Regions from separate parts of the Triticum aestivum genome. Here region 1 is linked to region 2. Evidence: chromatin contacts called from public Hi-C data. All regions are on one chromosome and are shown on one strand. Each heading gives the region's core, a stretch centred on a gene start, on an enhancer-like site or on the middle of the called end of the contact. The rest is flanking DNA. Distances are from core to core; before and after follow the strand shown. Region 1 holds the start of LOC123064602 (hexokinase-2). Region 2 holds the start of LOC123180040 (nuclear transcription factor Y subunit C-3-like).

Evidence for each region. Hi-C and Micro-C count contacts between places; a contact is called where the count stands out from the background.
Region 1: a Hi-C map of leaf shows a contact between it and region 2, with 2.1 times the contacts expected there. The contact joins the promoter of LOC123064602 here to the promoter of LOC123180040 in region 2. A contact is called at or near these places in 4 of 5 Hi-C or Micro-C datasets (leaf and root).

The regions. Positions count from the first base shown.
Region 1 is chr1A:539,641,617-539,645,020 of IWGSC CS RefSeq v2.1, reverse strand. It overlaps LOC123064602 (hexokinase-2), which reads right to left and starts at 1,701. Exons shown (of 9, transcript XM_044488051.1): 1 at 1,306-1,701; 2 at 61-211. The coding sequence starts at 1,568.
Region 2 is chr1A:539,501,426-539,504,660 of IWGSC CS RefSeq v2.1, reverse strand. LOC123180040 (nuclear transcription factor Y subunit C-3-like) reads right to left here and starts at 1,368. Exons shown (of 1, transcript XM_044592002.1): 1 at 961-1,368. The coding sequence starts at 1,368. The coding sequence ends at 961.

The sequences.
Region 1 (3,404 bases), core at 452-2,951, 140 kb before region 2:
ATGTGACATACTTATCCATTGATCAGAAAGGGTGCAAAACTGACTATGGAACAGTTTTACTTGTGAGGTCCCAGTCATTAAGTGTGCCGGGATTGAGATCTCATCACATTCTTGCTTCACAACTCGCCCTTCCTTGCCTCCTAATTGAACACGTAAAACGCGAAAATTTGTCCCTCCAAGGTCAAGTGCATAAAATAGCCCCTTCTCTTGCCTGCCAATATAGCCCTCGACATATTAGATATATAAATGCAAAGTGCAACTGCGTGAAATGGTTCAATGATTCGCTGGAGGCTGCAGCTCCACATATTAGTTTAAACAGTGTATGGCACTTGTTAGTATATAAGATACCCTTTGTGTAGTGTTTAACAGAAAAATACAGAAAGACCATCAAATGTGTGTGCTGCAATTCACCATAAGAACTACAGGATTACATGTAACCACCGCAGCAGACGACTAAAAATTGCTTGACCTTATACACCATAAGACCAATAGACTTTCAGAAACATTTCACTTAAAGTTGTAAGGCAGTTCAGAACGACTAACAACCTTAGTCCTGTTCGGTCTCAACTAAAGAACAGTGGTCTACATCTTGCAGTAACCATATGATCAGGGACTCAATAAGGTTGGCACATCCATCCAACCATAGCCTACACGAGCGAAGTTCCAAGAATTAATTGGCAAGTGACAGTCTTCCCCCCTCCTAAAATCACACAATATATAAGTGATAAAGCAAACAAATTTCCCTCATTTTACTAAGCCCCGCGACAAATTTGTCTCAATCTATTAATAACGCTGAAAAGAGTAGCATGTTTTCCTCAGTTACAGAAGCATGCCTAGTTGTTGTTGTTTTGAGATGCACATACATGCCCAGTTGGTACAGAAGCTGTAGACAAATCATCATCACAACAGTAGTACGGGCACTACCTTAAAACGGTCAAATCTACAGACAGAATCTTGCCCATTTCACGGAATCAGGAACCTGACCCTGCAGCCCATTTCTAGCATAACACGTTAGAGGGAAGGGGGCCGCGACAGCAATCCCGCAACCGCGGAGCAACCCAGGCACCAGACAGCGACAAAAATCCCTAGTGTGACCGCTTCTCTTGTTCTTTTTTTTCTCTCGCAGGAACAGACGGAGGAAAAAACAAGGGCAGATCCATTGGACCTGACGACGCTCGCTCGAGGCACACCGGCTCCAGACGAACGGATTAGGCGGGGCAAGGGCAAGGGAATCTCCCAAGCCTCCACCCCGGCGGACGTCCGAATCCAAGTAAAGCAGGGAGAGGAAGGAGGAGCGTGCGTTACCCCGAGGGGAGGGAGTCGACGTAGCTGATGATCATCCCGAGCTTGCTGCCGCCCTCGGAGGCGAGGCCGGCGTGCATCTCGACGGCCATGGCGTCGGCCACCTGGCGCAGCCGGGCGGGCGGCGCCGCGGAGCGCTCCTCGAGGCCCCGCAGCACGGCGTCGGCGCGGCCCCAGCGCTTGGCCTCCCGCATCTGGCGCCGCGCCAGCAGCGCCACCCCCACCGCCGCCGCCGCCGCGACCGCCGCCACCGCCGCCTTCCTCATCGCCCGCCCGCCGCCGCCGCCTCTGCTCTGTACTGTGCTATCGCCTCCCTCGCCACCGCCCCTGCCCGACTGGCTGACTGACTGGAGCGGGCGGGCGATCCCCCTCCGCCGTAAATATGGGCGGGGGGCGGGGGCCGTTCGGGAATGCGTCGTCGGCTCCTTTCTTAGCCGTTTGCGCCTGCCTATGGGAAGGGGGTGGGCCTATGGGGCGGTGTCGGGCCGGGGCGGTGGGCGGGTGGCTTTCGCGGGCCTGTGGGGTGGGGTGGGAGTGGGCCGTGACGCGGAGGGGACGGGGAGCACGTGGGTTCGGCGCCGGGTGCGCGGCACGTGGCGGGCGAGGTGGGGGCAGGCGGATTGACCTTTTCGCTGGTGCGTGCCCGCATGTGGCGCGAGTGCCCCGGACCGGACGGGACCGTTTCCTCTTTGTACGCTCCGAAACTTCCGAAATCCGAAAGGGCGCACCGAACAGATGGGTTTGAACGATGGGTTTTTGTTTCTTGCGATGATGAAAGCTCGTCGGCACGGTTTTGAGTAATGGAGCAGCTACCACTAACCGGAATCCATTCTTCTTACGGGCGAAAGGGCTAGAAAAATTCAATAGGGAACATATATATTCTTATAACATTTTCCTACAAATCAAAGGAGATCAAAAGTGACAATAAAGTTATTTGGTCTGATGAACAAAGGTCGGGCCACAAACTCCCTCGAAAGTTGGAAGCAAGTCGCCACCTTGATCATCTAAAAGGGCCGCCACCAAATATCCGCAGGCGACAATGGACAATCTAACATTGTGCTTTGGATGAATCGTGCTTGGGGTGTGTGTCTAATTTTGGCTGGAAAAGATACCATGTGAAATGACGACTGGTGTGGCCGTCGGATGAAGAGTGAGTGCGCGGGAATAAGTATGGGACATCATCGAGATAGCAGACAATAGTGGCAACATAAATATGTCGCCAAAACATATATGATTACATATATGTATGATTTGTGAACATGTACTCCACATTGTCTTCAACTGATAGACTTAGAGAGGAGGGGGGGGAGATATAACGCATCATCATAGTTTGTTTTTATGCATTAGCAAATACAAGTCAACAACATAAATGCTGGAATTTAGTCTATTTTGGGATAGCCCAATAACTATTTCAGAAATTGCTAAATAAATCCTAGAGGCTCATTTAGCCCATTTGTACAAGGCAAGAGATACTACTAAAGTTTAGTCCCACATTGCTAGTTTAGTGGGAGTTGGACCTCCTTATAAGGGAGGTTCTTTCCTCACTTGTATGAGCATGAATACAAGAAGGACATCCACGTGCTTTCCTCCTTCGCCGCCTGCCTCACCACGCCACGCCACGTCACGACGCGGGTTGCGGGAATGAGCCGAGTCGATGTCTAAATTTTTGCCACGCACTACGGATGTACGAAAGGCCACTCGGGAGCTGGAAAGTTTTTGCTGTAGTGGACATTGAATACGAACGCTGCACCCTCCGGTTGCTGCTTGTTCGTTTCGTCTCCGGCATTCCCTTTAGCTCCCGGCGCAGCCTCTCACCTTCTTCTCTTGTGCCTATAAAAGGGAGGTCGCTCCTCTCAGAGAGACGCACCAGAACTTCTCCTTCCTCTCGCCACCGGTTCCAATCTCTGAGATGCTACTGTCTTCCTCATCCCGGTTTGCGGCGTGCACCGCGAGTCGGGACAGTAGACCTTCGAAACCGCACATCTTTGAGTCATGTACGGGAGAAGGGTGATAAGGTTTTTTGGGGAGCACTCGGCGCGACTACTGACTTCTTCGTCACGGACGCCCCGGACTCCGACGACTACTTCCCCGACGTCGACAAC
Region 2 (3,235 bases), core at 119-2,618:
ATTTTCTTCAAAAATTTGAAGATTTCAATAAACTTTAAAAAATACAGTAACTCGAAACATCTTAAACGATCAATTTGGAAAATCTTCAGCCGATTAATAAAACATCTATGCAAGTCCATTTTGAGTTCGGCTCGGTTCGGCTCATGTCTAGTCGACTTAGCTCAAGCCGACTCTAATGTGAGCTCAGGCTAAAAATCATTTCACTACTTTGTGTCTATGACTGGTGGGGCTTGGTCATTAGAGTTGTGTTCAACCGGAGATTTTGGGTTTTTGTTACCGGTTAGTCTTAGAGTTGTGGTTTTTGTTAAAATCTTGAGTTGTGGTTTCGTGATACCTTAGCCCCCAAAGTCGTGTATTTGTTCCATTTCTTCTTGTGTGTGTGAGTTTTTCCGGGATTATTCAAATTTTACAAATATATGTTTACTATATTCTAGAAAATGGGTGCACTCATTCTAGTAATTTTGTCATATTGCAGCATGTTTATTTAGTTGATGTTGCAGCTTGTTTGACTTGCCAGATCCTAGAGATGCAAGGACAGAATAGCTTTGCCTTTTCGTTTGTAAGGGTTTGGACATTACACAAATTGTCACCAAAAAGTCGTTTGGTTACATCATAGAAAAATGTCATGAACCTCTCCAATAGCTTGTAATCAACGAAAACCTTTTGTATAAAAGACAGATTCTCTATTGATTTCGTAGCAATGAAAAATCTTCAAATATTCCTTAACAACAGTAGAAATGGAACGACAAATGTAGAAATACAGTTCCAGTGTAGTGTGCGGTAGTACAAGTTAATCAAATCGTGCTAGTTGCACCGCTGCGTCATTCTGCTTGTATTGGCAGCAGTAGAGCAGGTAAAATCAACATGAACGGAATTAGTGCAATTAATCGCGGCACAGTTTGATTCCACAAGCCACGACGAGCGCGCATGCATGCATGCATGCATTGCACCGACAAGTTTCTAGTCGAGCGCGCCGCCGTGGACACCGGCGGCCGGCGCGAGGCCGACTCCGTCGCCGACGCCGTCGTCACCTGGCCTGGGCTTGACGACGTCGACGAGGAAGTCGAAGAGGTCGGTGTCCCTGACGGCGGCGGCGACGTCCTCGGCGTGCACGGTCCGGCGCCGGCCCTCGAGCGTGGCGGCCCAGGCGGCCTGCGTCAGCTCGGCGACGAACAGCTCGCACGCCCTGGAGAACACCACGGGCGCCTCGCCCGAGATCATCCTGGCCCCGGCGCCGTAGCCCCCGCTGCCGTCCCCCGCCGACCGCTTCATGATCTTCTTGATCCGCGCCAGCGGCAGCGCGTGCGGCCCCGTCCTCGCCGTCGCCCCGCTTCTGGACACCCCCGAGTACGGCCTCGAAATCCTCATCCTCTAGATCGCCGCCGACCCGGTGCTAGCTAGCTACCTAATCTTCTCGCCGCCGTGCAAGGAGCTATCTATAGCTATGAGTTCTATAGCAAACAAACGAACGGTGCAACCTCCAATCGAGCGCGGCCATGGACGGGATCTTATATACGCACGCCGTTTGACCCGCGAACAAGGAAGGGAGCGCGTGGTCGTGGCGGCTGCTGTCCATGGCCGGCCCGCAACCGGAGGTGGCCGGGGCCGGCAGTTTCGACAGAGACCGGTATGATTGATCTTTCGCGCATGTAGAGATTCGCGTAAACAAATCATGGGAGACGGTGGTTGGGATCGCGATGGTGTACGAACGCGGGTAGATAAATGAGGGGCGTAGCTCTCGTTGGACGCTGTTGCTTGCAGCCTTGTGCTTGCGCTGCGTGAGCGCACCTGTCGCTCGGACAGCGAGAGTCTCTCTCCGTATCCACGGTCAAGGAGGCGATGGCACCGAGGAGCATCCCGGCCGTATTTTGAAGGCGTCCTTTTCGCGGTGCGTAAGCGCCGGTGTAAAGCGCAGTTTTAGCTAGTAGCGTATGTATTCTTGTATATACGTATTATGTATCGCATGTTACGGTATTGGCATTACAAGGCATACAAAACAAATGCAGTACATATGCAAGTTTGACAAAATATGGACAAATGAACACGGTACCCTATGCCAGTTGGCGCCATAGTAGCTAGCGTGTCTGCGGGCATAGAACCGGCAACACACACCAGATCAGGGCTCATAGGTTGACTTTCTACTTGTTTATCATTTTTCGACAGTTCTACTTTCCAGAACATTTTCTAAGCAAATTTTGTTTAGGTGAAGCAATTTTTTTTGCCTTTTTTTAGGTGAAGCAAATTTCTGCTAGTTTGTAAAATTTGGGGAGCTAGCGATTCTGCACTTGTTTTGAGAGTACAAAACGAGATGTGCGTACCTTTAACTTGGATACATGAGCAATTTTCTCGAACTAGACGGATAAAATATTTATTGGCACTGGTAGAATGATTTTTAATCAACAATGTTTTTTTGGGGAAATTTAATCAACAATGTTGACATTATTATTCTTTGGAAACATTGAAAAGTTTTCTCTAGAAAGGAGATATTTTGTCTAGAACATGTTGCAGGTTCATTTTCCTACTGAGTTATGGCACTGGCACAAATAGTAGATTTTGAAGATCAAGATGGGCTGAATTATGGCAGTGATCTGCCCAACGCAAGAAGTTCAAGGCACAAGATGCTCGGAGATAGTTGAATGAGGTGGCACATGATTTATGTCAATTGGCCATCTACAAAGACAAGAGTATGTGCAGTTTGGGATCTCGATTCACTCACGGATATCTCGGTTATCCTAGACTGGCCAAGAATGTAATCCTTTATTATGTATAAGAAATAATTTCATATTTCGTCCCTCAACTTATCAACTAGCGCATGTTAATTTGGTCCCTCAACTTCAAAATCAAAATTCGCACCCTCAACTTTGCATGCCAACAAATTTTATACCTCCCCCTAAGCAAATTCGTGTCTGCAATGTGTCGAAGTTATGGAAGGCCTCATCCTCCTACCCGGCTGCCATCATCGTGCTTTTGTCTCCTCCCTGATGCCCCATCCTGCCAAGTTTCAAAATTCGTAATGTTGTCTCACACTTTTTTAATATATCACAAAACAGCCCTTTCCGTGGTCGCTTCGGATGCTCCAACGCCTCCCCTTGTGCAATTCGCCTGCATATCCTCGTTTTCCTTTTTATTACCTTCGGAACCACATAACGGTCATAGGACACCAACATATTCCGATGATCTCCCAACCCAGTGACAACTTCTTGCCTTTTAGGCTTTGTTTGGTGGCTGCGGGAGG